Regions from separate parts of the Sus scrofa genome. Here region 2 is linked to region 1. The links are chromatin contacts, called in public Hi-C maps. All regions are on one chromosome and are shown on one strand. Each heading gives the region's core, a stretch centred on a gene start, on an enhancer-like site or on the middle of the called end of the contact. The rest is flanking DNA. Distances are from core to core; before and after follow the strand shown. Region 1 overlaps CBFA2T3 (protein CBFA2T3). Region 2 holds the start of APRT (adenine phosphoribosyltransferase).

The links. Hi-C and Micro-C count contacts between places; a contact is called where the count stands out from the background.
Region 2: a Hi-C map of mesenteric adipose tissue shows a contact between it and region 1, with 2.0 times the contacts expected there. The contact joins the promoter of APRT here to the enhancer-like site in region 1. A contact is called at or near these places in 1 of 5 promoter capture datasets (fetal skeletal muscle), 6 of 47 Hi-C or Micro-C datasets (fetal skeletal muscle, heart right ventricle, mesenteric adipose tissue and 2 more) and 2 of 2 datasets of contacts at active chromatin or transcription factors (alveolar macrophages and skeletal muscle).

The regions. Positions count from the first base shown.
Region 1 is chr6:805,376-811,814 of Sscrofa11.1, forward strand. All of the region lies in intron 1 of CBFA2T3 (protein CBFA2T3), which reads left to right. Among named protein-coding and RNA genes, the nearest start is that of CBFA2T3, 29 kb to the left of the region's middle. Within about 2 kb of position 3,001, at least 13 of the 83 cell types and tissues checked have an H3K27ac peak or open chromatin away from gene starts, as enhancers often do. A contact at or near this core is called in mesenteric adipose tissue, where this site is marked.
Region 2 is chr6:888,629-895,380 of Sscrofa11.1, forward strand. APRT (adenine phosphoribosyltransferase) reads left to right here and starts at 1,644. Exons shown (of 4, transcript XR_002344435.1): 1 at 1,644-2,411; 2 at 2,514-3,907; 3 at 4,015-4,093; 4 at 4,238-4,650. It overlaps GALNS (galactosamine (N-acetyl)-6-sulfate sulfatase), which reads left to right. Exons shown (of 14, transcript NM_213955.1): 14 at 634-1,509. The coding sequence ends at 720. CDT1 (DNA replication factor Cdt1) reads right to left here. Exons shown (of 10, transcript XM_021093641.1): 7 at 6,295-6,483; 8 at 5,940-6,080; 9 at 5,667-5,868; 10 at 4,749-5,282. The coding sequence ends at 5,119.

The DNA.
Region 1 (6,439 bases), core at 1,751-4,250:
CTCAGAACACACAGCCCCAGGCTGTCCCTCCGCCCGGCCCATGGGAACCGCGAGCCCCCTCACAGGGGTGGGCAGACCCTTGCCACCGCCCCCCCAAAACAAACTATTCCCCCCCGCCTTGGCCTGAGGCTGGCGGACCTCAGGCCTGTTCCAGAGGCCAGGGAGGGAACTGTTTCCCTTGAGAACCGAGAGCTTGTGCTTCGGTGGGGGTTCTGAGCAACCGTCAGGGCCCGACTTTGACCCGTGGCCAGGACGCCAAACCATTACGTCTAACTGGGCGTGTGTTTCCTGGACCCAGAAACAGGAGGTTCCCAGGGTGGCCGCCCTCAGAGGACGGGTTGTGGCCGGGACAAAGGGAGGCAGCTGTTTTCTCTGTCCCTGCGTCGCTCTTGATAGTTGCCACAAGATTTGAGAAACTTCTTGAGGCTGGGCCCCAGGGGGTCTGCCTGCTCCCGCCCTGAACGCCAGGCAGACTCCGGCGACCCTTCTTGGGCAGGGGCAGGAAGGCTCTGCCACACTCCTGGGTGCCTGCCTTGAGGGTTGGCCGTGTGACAGGCGCTGGGGTCTCGCTCTGTCACCGCACCTCCGCCTTCTGTCCTCTAGATGGGGGGCCCGGGAGGCAGTGGGTTCTGTGCTGTGCAGCCGACAGCCCGCTCCCTCTTGCCAGGCCGCTCTGGTCGGACGGAAGGAAGAGAGGGTGGGATGCTGAGCACGGGGACAGGTGGGCGCGCCGTGCCCCCGGGAGCTGGCAGGCTGGGGAGGGGGAGACCCACTAGGCCTCATTTTCTGGCGGAATCCTGCTCTCTCTGGAGGTGCCTTGATCTGTGTTTGGTGGCAGGAAGCGACATGGTACCGGGTTGCTCAGAAGCCCAGCTAGGGCCGGCAAGCTGGAGGGTCTGAGGGGACGCCTTCCTCCAGGGCCCTCTGGGGCTGCCTCGGGCCACCCACCAGCCCGGCCTCTGTCCCTGGGTTATCCCAGTAAATCAGGTTACCACCTCCAGGAAATCGCTCCGATTTGGCCCCACGTACTTTCATTTCTGCATGACTGGAAGAAATTAATTTTCCTTCCTACGCAAGGATCTGGAGACGCCGGCAGGCCTGGTCACTAATCCAGAAGCTCCAAGCCAGCAGGGCTGCCGCGGGGGCCAGCTTGGAGCGCGGGTCTGGGCAACGGGGGAGGGTGGGTGAATTGGATTCTTCCGAATTCCCTCGCCGGTCAGTGTGTGTGTGTTTGGAATCCAGGACGTGGGCCTGGAGAAGAGCTGGCACACAGTAGGTGCTTAATTAGTGGCGCCCTGGGAGGGAAGGGGTGTTCCCAGGGGCAGCTGCACCCTGACTGCTGCACGGGTCCCACCCGAGAGTGGCTGGTCTCCCGGGGGCCAGGCCCTCTGCGCAGCCGCACACTGCGCTCTCGCTCACTGTCCAGGTCTGGGGACAGCCTGCCGGATGGTGGGACGTTCGGGTTTCACTGATGCCCAGGGAGTTGCAGGCTGCCCATCCCGCAGGGGCTTCCAGGCCCGAGTGCGGCCCTTGCTTCTGTCCCATCAGCAGCGGCTGCCTGGCCTCCCTTTGTCTGTGGCCCTCGCCCTGCCAGCGTTCCTCCCACACCTGCTGGCTGCTGACAAGGCCCCAGGTGGCAGAGCCCTCACCTGCGTGCAGCCTCAGGCACGTGGGAAGCAGTTGTGACTGACATCAGGCAGTGGCGTCACCTGGGGCCGGGGCCGCCTGGGATCAGGGCTGGGGAGGGAGGGCACCGCGCCCTCTCTGGGTCAAGGACGCTCAGGGCAGCCCCTCCCCCCACCACCCTGGGAGGGGGGTGGTTGTCATCCAAGGCCCTCTAGCAGCCACTGGATGTTGTCTGGCTGTTGTGACCGGGTGTCTCCATGTGGCATTGCTCTTGGGCAGCTGGTGCTGCCCCCCAGACCTGAGGGGTGGAGGTGGGCCGGCCGAACTCTCTAACTTGTAAATGCTGGAACGTGGCCACAGTTGTAGCTCCCAGACGAAACTGGTCCAGGAAGGCTCTTGTCGCCCTTTGCTGCTTCAGGGACCGTCATTGCAGGCAGGGGGTAGGGAGATGATAAGGTGGCACCGAGAGAAGCTCACACGCCTGTGGCAGCTGCTTCCTCCTTTGACCTCGGGGCAACCCTGAAGGTGGGCGTCCTGGCTCTTCCATTCTCCAGCCGGGGCCACTGAGGCCAGGAGCAGTTCACCAGAGGCAGGTGCCACCCTCGCAGACGGAGCCAGGACAGGCTGCTGGAGCTTTCCACCACGATCAGACTGCAGACGGCCAGTGTGGGGGCTGCAGGCGTGCTCACTTAGAGCCCCCCCGTATCGGGCGTCCTCCTGCCTTGAGCCTGTGTGTCTGGGGGAGGGGCAGAGGAGGCCCGAAGCTTGGGATGGGTAGCTGTCCCTCTGGGCTGTGGCCTTTGAGGGCCCACGCCCACTGGGGGCAGCTCAGAGCCACTGGCCCAGGCTCCTCTTTGGACCGTGTCCTGGGAGACTGGGTCAGCGGCGTCGGGGCCAGACTGAGCGGGCACCACGCTGCGTGTTCTGGGCATCAGTGCTCGCCGGCCCGGCCCTGAGGCTCCGGGTCACCCCAGGACTTGGAGACAGTGGACCACACCTCCAAGTCCTTTCTGGGCATCAGGCTCCCAGACTTCTGGGCAAACGGGGCACCTGATTTCTCTGCCCTGTGGCTCCGAGGCCGGGACTCTGCTTGGTGTGGCCTGGATGTGGCAGTGCAGAGAGCAGGGTCCCCAAGCCAAGGACACAGATGCCAACATGGGCTTTTCGTCTGGAACGAAATTCTGGGGCTGGACGTCCCCCTCGTAGCCTCGGTGGAGAGACCCAGGCGAGGTGCTGGGGCGGGAGCTCAGGGTGAGGAACGTGGGGAGACCTGGGCCCCCAGTTCGCGCTTCTGCATTCACAGCCCCGGGGCGGGGGTGCCGCGCTGGGTGGAGCCCCGGAGGGCGTGCTGTGTGCAGCCGTTTCCTGCAGCCATAAAACAGAAGCGGGCCTTCTCTTTTGTCGTCCTGGAACCGCGCGGTGAGCCAGCTGTCAGTGGAAGGGAAGCTGAGACGCACTTGGCTGCAATAAGGAAGACGTCTCCGGGAGAGGCCCTGCGGGCCCCCTGCTGCTCACCCACAGGCCCTGGGTGTTTGGGGTACCCCAGGCTGCCCCCAAGGCGGGAGCATGGGGCCCGTGGCAGGAGCAGGCTTGGGGAGGATTCTGGCCCTGGGTGTCCTTCTGTTGACTCGGGCAGAGGAAAGTTCCCAGGGGAGCGGGTGTGGGGAGCACGGCTGCCGACAGAGCAGGAGGGGAGCTGTTCCCGCGACCCCCGCCATCCAGCTAGGAGGGCTCCTCGTGTACCCGACAGCCCTGGGCCCCGCCCACATGGGACCCACAGGGAGGTGCTCGCCTGGTGGTCCTGACGCGAGAGCACCCAGGGAAGCCAGGGTGAAGCCAGGGAGAGGCCTCTGTCCACTCTGGCCCCTCTTCCAGCCCGGTGGGGGCGGGGTTGAGAGGCCAGAGGGCCGGGGGTCCTCCGGACCTGAGGAGGCCACCTCCTCCGTCCACCTCGGGGAGCCTCTGCTCTGTCCCCAAGGCTGTGGGGAGGGGCAGGACACTGCCTTTGGCTTCTCCGAGCCCTACTGCTTGGATCTGAATCCTGATTCCCCTCCCAGAAGCTGTGTGACCATCAGCAAAGCCCTCACCCTCTCTGAGTCTAGGGCTTTAATGCAGGACGCAGTCACACTGGCTCTCCCTCCTCGGGCTTTGACGAGGGTGAAAGATCACATGTATCCGGCTGGTTTCTGACTCGTGGATGTGTCACGCCCCATCTCTGGAGGACACTCAGTGCTGTCCAGGTCTCACTGCTGGGGTGGCACCGGGTGCCACCCAAACCCTTGCTCCTCCAGTTCCCAGCCTGCCCTGTGCAGGTGGCTAACCCTCCCCGCACCTGCGTCCTCCTGCCCAAACCGGGTGATCCGGAGGCGGAGGCCGTGCCCTCCAGTGCAGCCCAGGCCTCCCCCTTCTCACACATGCGGGCACAGCAGGCTCAGAGCCAAGTTGGGCGGGGGTGGGGGCTGGGGGCCATGCTCCACTCCCTTCCCTTTTCACGGGGCGGGGGGAAGCAGGCTGCGGGCGTCAGGCACCCAGCTGCTTGGTGGCCGAGGGGGACTCCAGCTCAGGAGCCCAGGTTGTCTGAGCCCAGAGCCTCTGTGTCTGCGCCACACCTGGGTCCCCGCACGGCCAGTGCCATCCCCACCCACTTCTTGGGCTCCTGAGCCTGCCCTGGGCCAGCCCGGACCCACGAGCACGGGGAGTGCTGGGCCCTTTCCTCGCAATGTCACGGCGGGGCCTTGGCTGCCCAGGCCCGGTAGGGGCAGGGCTCACCCCTGAGCTGGCTGAGCTGGGCGGGGGTAGGGCCGGCATCCGGGTGCCAACTGGTGCCCACCAGACTGTTCCGGCCACACAGACGTGGACGGGTGGAGAGGACGTCTGGGAGGAGGGTAAAGGGCGTGAGGTGCCACCCGCACTCTCGCTGTGCGGCAGCAGGCGCCTGCTGTGGGTGACGGCGCCCTGCTTTGGAGTTGGCTGTCTGCTGGAGCAGACGGGCTGGCATTGCAGGCACTGCTTTTACGCGGGGAAGGCCTGGGCTTCTGAAGGCTCGGGGCCGGGGTCTGGGCTGAGCCCCTGTCCACGCGGCCCACGACCGCCGGTCTGCCTGCCCCCTGCTCTCTGCCCAGGTGACTCCCGGGGGTCCAGGTGGACGTGCCTGGAGAGTCCCCCTGCTCCTCGATGGCCTCTTTAGGTGCAGGCGTTTCTTTGGATGGTCCAGAGGCTTCACAGAAGTTTGGAGTTTGGGAAGTTCCGGTTGTGGCTCAGTGGAAGCGCGCCCAGCTAGTGTCCATGAGGACACGGGTTCAATCCCTGGCCTCGCTCTATGGGTTAAGGATCCGGCGTTGCTGTGAGCTATGGTGTCGGTCGCAGACACGGCTCGGGTCCCGCGTGGCTGTGGCTGTGGTGCAGGCGGGGGCTGCAGCTCTGACTCAACCCCGAGCCTGGGAAGGTCCATCTGCCGCGGGTGCGGCCCTGAAAAGCAATAAGTAAATAAATAAATGTTTGGAGTTTTGTTCGCTCAATTCATAGCTTAGAGGGTGGCGCTGGCCACGCGCTCTGGGCCCCAAGGCCATGTCCCACTGAGAAGCTCTGAGTGCCCGCTTCTCTCCCACGGGCAGGGCGGGCACGGGCACTGGGGACTGTGGCCGCGTGGGGAAAAGGAACCCCCGTTGGTCGGCTGGTCATCCGTGTCGGACGGAGCGGGGCAAAGGCGGGGCTGTGGTGGCACTGGGGGTACAGGCATATGGCACTGTGAGGTGTGTCGTTGGGGACGACCCTGTGGAGGTGACACGCCACCAGCAGGAGGGAGGGCACCTGCAGCGGAGGCCGGGGGTGAAGCCCGACGGGGGGACTGCGGGTTCGATGGACCGGAGGGACTGGCCCCTGGAGCCCCCCGAGCCGGGCTGGGTGGGGTGGGGCTGCTCAGGTTGCATTTGGAGATTGTCCTGGGGGGCAGGTGTGGCGAGACAGATGGCCATGAGGAGGCGACATCCAAACGGCCATGAGGAGGCGACGCGGGCCTGGAGGTGGCGAGCGTCCTGGTCAGTCTGGGCCGCGCGCTCGGCCCGCAGCGCCGCCACCTCTTGCTCTCCACGTCGCGTCTCCATCCCAGGACGTGCAGGACAGGCCCCTTCTGCGAGACACTCAGCGTGTCGGGGGCAGGGCAGGCATGTCCCGGGAAAGGGCTCCTTGGTGAGGAAGCGGGGCTGCGGGGAGGCCCCTGCCCGGAGCGGGAGCAGCCCCTCTGGGGACCGGTGTGGATGTTACCTGCTCAGGAGCCCTGGTGTCGTTGTGCACAGCACGCGTGCGTGTGCGGGTCTGAAGCCAGGCAGGAGAAGGAAGAGTGCCCTCTGCCTGAGTGTGGCAGGGGCAGCTGCCCTGTATGCCCTGGGGAGCCGCGTGGCCGGCCTGGACTCCAGACACGCCGCCACTGCAGCGGTGCGTGCCGTGTCCAGCGCAGCCACACGGCAACCCGAGGGGTGTGTGAAGGGTGACCAGGCTCAGGTGAGGCCAGCCCCCGTGTCAGGACAGACAGGCCCTGCCCAGGGCCCTGCAGCCTGGGGCCGAAGGCAGTGTCCACGTGGCAGACCAGCCAAGGCCCAAGAGATGAGACTCGATCCCAGGACCCCGGCTCACCGCCATCTGCTGGACTGTCACTACACATAGACAAGGACTGTCCCAAGGTGCCTGTCACCACCATCTGCAGAAACTGTCTCAGGACACCTGTCACCTCACATCTGCATGGCCTGTCTCAGGACACCTGTTACCTCACATGAACAAGGACTGTGCTAAGACGCCTGTCACCACCATCTGCATG
Region 2 (6,752 bases), core at 394-2,893, 82 kb after region 1:
TCCGGCCCTGCAGGGTGGCCTGCGTGACCCCAGGGCCACCTGGCACCATCCAGGGCAGGAGAGGGCGTGACCCATGGCTCTCGCCGGCTCCGAAGCTCCGATTCTGTAACACAGGAGCCTCTGAGGGCCTGGCCGGGGACCGTTCTATGGATGACTGTGGACGGGGACACCTGGGTAGGGGGGACGAGGCGACACCACGAGGGCTTCCTCCCCGGGGGCATGAGAGTTCCCTTTCGTTGCGGGGAAAACATCGCCACACAAAGCAGGTGTGCCCGGGAAGGTGCTGGGGAGCCCTCACACAACAAGCAGTCTCTCCCTGGGCATCCGGGCCCAGCCTGCAGAGTTTTCCTTGGGAAGTCTGGGCCAGCGCCTCAGCAGCCTGGCTCCTTCTCTGCTACAGCGGCCGTGGAGGCCGAGGCTGTGCGCAGCTTGCTCACCCCTCCTGTTCAGCAGCAGACGGCCGTTAACAGCGGGCTGCTGGCTGCTGCGCCGGCCTCAGGCGCTGGGTTGCTTCCAGGCGGTGCCCGCTGGCTTGCACCCCACAGCTGTGGAGGTGGGGCAGGAATGGGAACTGCTGAGTCCAGAAGGGCTTAAATTAACTGCATGTTCTCTTTCTGAATTTTCATTCCCCAGAACTGGGCGCCCCCGGGCTGTGAAAAGCTGGGGAAGTGCCTCACGCCCCCGGAATCTGTCCCGGAAAAATGCTCCTGGCCCCACTAGCACCTGCTGGGCTGAAGCCACGTCCGGGATCTCCCCAGACCTGCAGCTGCCAGAGGCTCTGGCCTCTGGGCTCCAGGGCTGCCCTCTGCCCTGCCCAGTGCCAGCCTGCGCCACCTGCAGCCAGCAGCGGGACCTGCAAGGCCATGCCTGCGCGAGCCCGGGCCCTAGAGTCACTCCCTCTCAGCCTGCCGGATTCAGGCTGCCTGATTCTGCCACCTCTGGCCGCCATCAGCCCCTGAACCAGATGCTGCCTGTCTCACAGGCTCCCCCTCTGCTCCACCTGCCTTCCTGGCCGGACCGATCCAGGGCCCAGAGCGTGTGACTTGCTCTGGCTGCCCCAGCAGTCCGTGGTGTCAAGGAGGGTAGCTGTGCCAGTCCTGTGTCACCCCTTGCCATTATGCAGGGGGGGTGCCCTGGCCCCACCCCCCATGATGGGGGTTTGTGAACATGGACGGGGGAGCAGACCAAGATCCTCCCTGACCTGGATCCTCGGCAGCCAAGGCTTCCCGAGGCCGGTGGGGACAGCTGATGCCACCACCTCACCCCTGACGCCAGCACACTCTGGGCCTGTCAGTGCCTCACAGCTGCCCTGCTTGCCCTCCTCCCCTTGAGCCCAGGGTGGCAAAGCTTGACGATGAGCCTGGGCAGGTCTGTGCAGACTCCAGCCACCCCACCCTGAAAGCCTGGGGACCATATTTCCATTCTGCAGGTTGTCAGGCCAACTCTGCTGTTTTTAAGACTTGGGAAATTTTGAAAAAGCAGTTCTAGAATACAGGAACAGGCATTTTAGCTCTGGTTTGTTTTCTTTTTAGTGAGATGCGCTTTGGGGGCAGTTGTTGCCTCTGGTATGGTGGGGGCTGGAGTGGGCCGGGCCAAGCATCCCCCCCACTCCCCCGCTCCCCCGCTCTCCCAAGAGTCCAGCAGGTCTGGGAAGGGCTTCCACTTCTCCCTCGCCCCTGCCCAGGCCATTGGTCCTTCGAACTGCTCACCGCCTCGGGCCCTCCCCTCAGGCTTCCGCACCGCTCTCCTGCTCTGAACCCCTCCTCGGTTCCCCAGGCACTCGGCGCGCTCCTGGGGGAAGGCCCGGGCCGTGCCCTGTGTGCACACGCGCCCGGAATGCGCCCCGCCTCCCCGCCAATCCGCCCCGTGCGCGCGCCCCCCTCGCAGAACGCTGCAGGCGCTGAGCCGAGACCCGGGAGGGAAGGGAAAGCCGGTGCCCGCCCGAAACCTGGGGTGCCGGCCGTAACCACACCAAAGACCTGCGAGCAAGCGCCCTCGACTCGGACAAAACCTGATGAGGCTTTCCCCGAGAGCCCGGCCGGGCCCGCGCAGACGTCCCTGGGGCGGAGACGCCTCTGAGGAAACTAGCTCGAGTCTCAAAAAGGCTGGCACCTGAGATTCGATGAAATACGGTACTTCCTCCAGGGGCCGGCGGGCTCCGCCCCTCGGGCGCAGCCCCTCCCCGTGGCGCCCAGCCCCGCTCCTTCCGCACAGGCGCGGGATCGCGGAGCTCGCGCCCCGCCGCGCCCCTGGCGCTCCGCCCACCCCTCCTGCGCAGGCGCGGAGCCGCCGGGCCCGCCGCTCGTGCTCAGGACACGCGCGAACGCGGCGATGGCGGATCCTGAGCTGCAGCTAGTGGCGCGGCGTATCCGCAGCTTCCCCGACTTCCCCGTCCCCGGCGTGCTGTTCAGGTACGGGCAGCCGGGCCACGTGGGGCTGCGCGGCCCGGGCTGTCGGGGCGCGGGGGGTTCCGCGTGGGCTTGAGAGTCACCAAGCCCGTCCTTGCGTGCCAGGGATATCTCGCCTCTCCTGAAGGACCCCGACTCCTTCCGCGCCTCCATCAGTCTGTTGGCGAATCACCTGAAAAAGGCCCACGGGGGCAGGATTGACTACATCGCGGGCAAGTGGAGCGGCCGGCGTCCGCCGGGTCCCCGCGGCTGCTCACCGCTGTCACGCCCCGTGAGGGCGCAGCATCGGGGGCTCTTTTTCTTGGGCAGGGCAGGCGCGGGGAGGGTGGTCCCACCGCTTCTGCTGGCGGGAGGACGGGGGCGGCGTGTCGGGGGTCCTTCGGGGAACCCGCCGGGGCCGCGAAGGCGTGTGGGTTGTCATAACAGGCCTGCTGCCCCCCCTGGCAGCTCGGAGAGGGGTGGTAGCCCCGCACCCCCGGGTTCCCGGTCCCCAGCCCTGGAAAGGTGGGGCCGCAGGGAACTGCCCTGGGAATGTGCCCAGAATCCACCGGGGCCAGCCCGCTTTCCCGTTCCCCTTCTGTCATCGCGTATTGCGCGCACGCAGACCCTCGCCCCGGTGGAAGGTTTTAGGCAAGCCCAGGCCTGGGAGGACCCTGGCAGGTGGTGTCCCTCCTTGAGCGCCCCGCCCCTGATCCTCCGGTCGCTCCCGGAGGGCCTGAGGGGCCCCCGTATTGGCCTGAAGGCAGGGAGAGGCTGCGACTGGCGAATCCTGTGGCGGACTCTTGCCTCCAGAAGCCTTCCCCGCATTCCTGGGCGAGGCCGAGGCCCTGAGCTTCCCCTTCACAGCTCGGTCCACCCCGGTGCCGGTGCCCGGTCACTGCCTCTCCTGGACCGGGAGCTCCTGGGGCAGACCCTCCCTGCCTTTCAGCTAGCAGCCACCTCTGGTGTGCCGCTGAGCTTTAGAGAGGGGTCAGGGACTCGCCCAAGGCCACACAGCTGTTTACCAAGCACTGGGATGGCCCCCGCCTGGCTCCCGAGCTCCGCTCACCAGCCCCCAGCGCGCCCTGTGCGTGGTAGCACCAGCGTTCCCAAGCGAGGGGTGGCATAGGCCTTACCTTTGGAGCTAACAAAGGCACACGTCCTGTGTGGTGATAGCTGCTTGTCACTGTCCAGTCCTGACCCATGGGTACAACAGTGCTGCCCTGCCACACAGCTGCCCGCCCAACACCCCAGGTCTCGCCGACAGGCCTAGACTCCCGCGGCTTCCTGTTTGGTCCCTCCCTGGCCCAGGAGCTGGGCTTGGGCTGCATTCTCATCCGGAAGCGAGGGAAGCTGCCGGGCCCCACCGTGTCTGCCTCGTACGCGCTGGAATACGGGAAGGTGAGAAGGCTGCGGGCAGGGCTGCCTCCGTGGACCCAAGTGGAGCCGCCAAGGTTGGCGTGGACCCGGGAGCTGAGACGCTCAGGAGCTGGGCCGGGCTGACAGAGCCAGGAAACAGGGTGGGTTGGAACCTGGGGCCAGGCAGCAGCCCCTCACCAGCGGCCAGCTCTGCACAGCAGGGCCGCCTGGGGGAAGCCGCGGGCCACATGCCCACTTTCCTTTGCAGGCTGAGCTGGAGATCCAGAGAGACGCCCTGGAACCAGGACAGAGGGTGGTGGTTGTGGACGACCTGCTCGCCACTGGCGGTGAGGCTCCCCCCCGGAACACTCAGGCCTGGCGGCGCTGTTATCCAGTGGGGGTGGAGGCCGGGGTCTCGGCACTCTGGTCTCCCAGGGGGCTGCACGGCCTGCTGGGGGCCACCTCCATGCCACCCTCCCCGCCCCAACCAGGAACCATGCGTGCAGCCTGTGAGCTGCTGGGCCAGCTGCGGGCCGAAGTGCTAGAGTGCGTGAGCCTGGTGGAGCTGACCTCGCTGAAGGGCAGGGAGAAGCTGGGGGCCGTGCCCTTCTTCTCCCTTCTGCAGTTCGAGTGACCCTGCCTCTGCCCACCCCACCTGCCAGAGGGCCAGCCTGGTGGCTGCAGCGACGCCCTCCACAGGCCACCCGGGGGGCACTGGCCGCTCGCCTGGACTATTTTCTTTCGGCAGTTGAGGGACTTTCTCCAAGGCCAGCCTCTGCCCATGGCCTTCCTGCAGGCTCTGGAAGTGCCAAGGCCTGGAGTCGGGGCTGGAACTGGCCAACCCCCAGGCTGCTGCAGGCTAGTAGGTGGTGGAGTGGGGAAGAATAAACAACTTTCTAGAGCAGCACCTGCCTCCCAGTGTCTGAGGGAGGGAGGGAGAGAGGGAGGGAGGGTACTGCCCGCCCGGTTCCCCTTGCCGCGGTAATTCATCACACCAACATGCTGACTTTGAACGACTTTATCTCAGTTCTAGAGCCCAGTGTGAGGGGACAGGGCTGGTTCCCTCGCCTGGCTTCTCAAGGCCACCTACACACTGGTGGCCCTGGCGTCCTCTTCCAATCTCAGGTCCCGCGTCTGCCTCCCTCTCGCGAGGACCCGTGTGACACTACCTTGAGATCCCACGTGAGCATCTGGAAGGGCTCCTTCCAACCACTCTGCCCCCTGCCCCCCTGCATCTGTACGGCGGCAGTGGTGGCGTCTGCCGCAGCGGCCAGAACCCAGGCCAGCCAGACGCTCGTGGGGACTCAGGACAGCGTGCAAAGTGCATTGTGTTCGCAGAGGGCCCGGCGGTGCTGGCACGCCTCTGCCAGGCTCACAGCGCCGCCTCGGCATGGGCCAGGCTGGCCAGCCGCGCCGTGACACTTGCCAGGTCGGCAGCCTTGTCCAGCTTGACGTAGGTGTCGGCGCGGATGCGGTGGAGGCTGAGCCAGTCGGGCAGCAGCTCCGAGAGGAGCTGCACGTGCTTCTCCATCTCCCCTGCACAGAGAGGGGCCGCGTGAGGCTGGGCACCGGGGCCCTCTTGGCCCCGCCCCCCTGGCAAGATGGGGACGGACTCAAGCAGTGACCACACAGCCTCACCAAGGAGCTGACCCCGCCCTGGAGACTACGGTGAGAGGCTGCCTGCAGCTCGGAGGGGACAGGCAGTCCTGGGGGCCTCAGGGCTGATGCAGACACCGCAGGGCCAACAAGGACGGGCTGGAGGTTGGGGGCAGCCCCTCAAGGCTGCAGGAGCCGAGGGGGTGGGCAGAGCCTCAGGAGGTGCACACAGCAGGCGCTCAACACGGGTGGGGAATGGAGCAAATCCAGGGTGCCCCCCCTGAGGGGACTTAGGGACTCGGAGACAGGGAGGGCTGCACCCACCAAGGCTCATGGCTGCACGGTAGCTGCCCACCATCCTGGCACAGGCCACCTCCATGGTGAGTGCCGGCTTGCGCTCTGCCACGAAGACGCCGCGCAGCACGCGGGCCAGCTCAGGCAGCCGCTGCAGCCGCTGCAGCCGCTGCTCCTGTTCTGGCTGCCGCGTCATCTGTGCCAGCTGCTTCTGCGCCTCCTTGGCCCGGATCTGTGGTGGGCACGGAGCTGTCAGAGGATGTCTGTCTCACGGCCCACGCTGCAGGGACACCAAGCACTCACCCGCTCCAGCAGGGCCTGGGACACCCCCTTCAGGGCGGCAGGTGGGGTGGCTGGCGGGGTGGCTGGCAGTGCCAGGCTCGGGCACCCGGGGCTGCTAGGCTCAGCTGTGCGTAGGGCCAGGTCACTCAGGGCCTTCTCCATCTGCAGCAGGTCAGGGGGGAGGAGTCAGGAGAAGCTGCCCCCGGTCCAGCTGCAGGGAGGCTCCCCACCCGTCTATGGACCCCCAAGAGTCCTCCGTCCAGCCCGGGTTCCCCCCAGGACAGCAAGGGCAGGTCCTGCCACCCTGAGGCCCATGGCTGAGAGTGGAGCCTGGCAGGCACCGACATGGGGGTCAGGCCGTCCCCTGCGGCCTTACCCTGGGTGACATCAGGCTGCGGGCGCGGGCCAGCACCTCCTGGGCAGTGGCCACCTTCTCCACGGTAGGTGGCTGGGGCAGCTCGGCCGGCTCGATGTCAGGCACTTCGTCCACATTGAAGCGGGGGTGCCAGCGCATGAGCTGGTCCTCAGGCACCTCCATGGGGGGGTTCAGGGAAGCCAGGAAGGCCTGGGGAGGGGGGCTCCAGGTGACCCCGGGCACCCAGGCTCCTACCCCAGCTGGACGAGCTGGGGAGAGTCACGCCACCTCTCCGAGCCCCGGTACTCTACAGCACAGGGCACCTGGCACCACCCACAGGACTCTTCCCAAGCCTCCCGGGCACCAGCCCACAGCCACGAGCTCCCGCTCATCCACGCAGAGCCAGGGCGCCCACCCGCTTGTAGGAGACGGGTGGAAAGAGATGAGAACTCCGGGGCAGCTGAGGCCCTGGCAGCAGG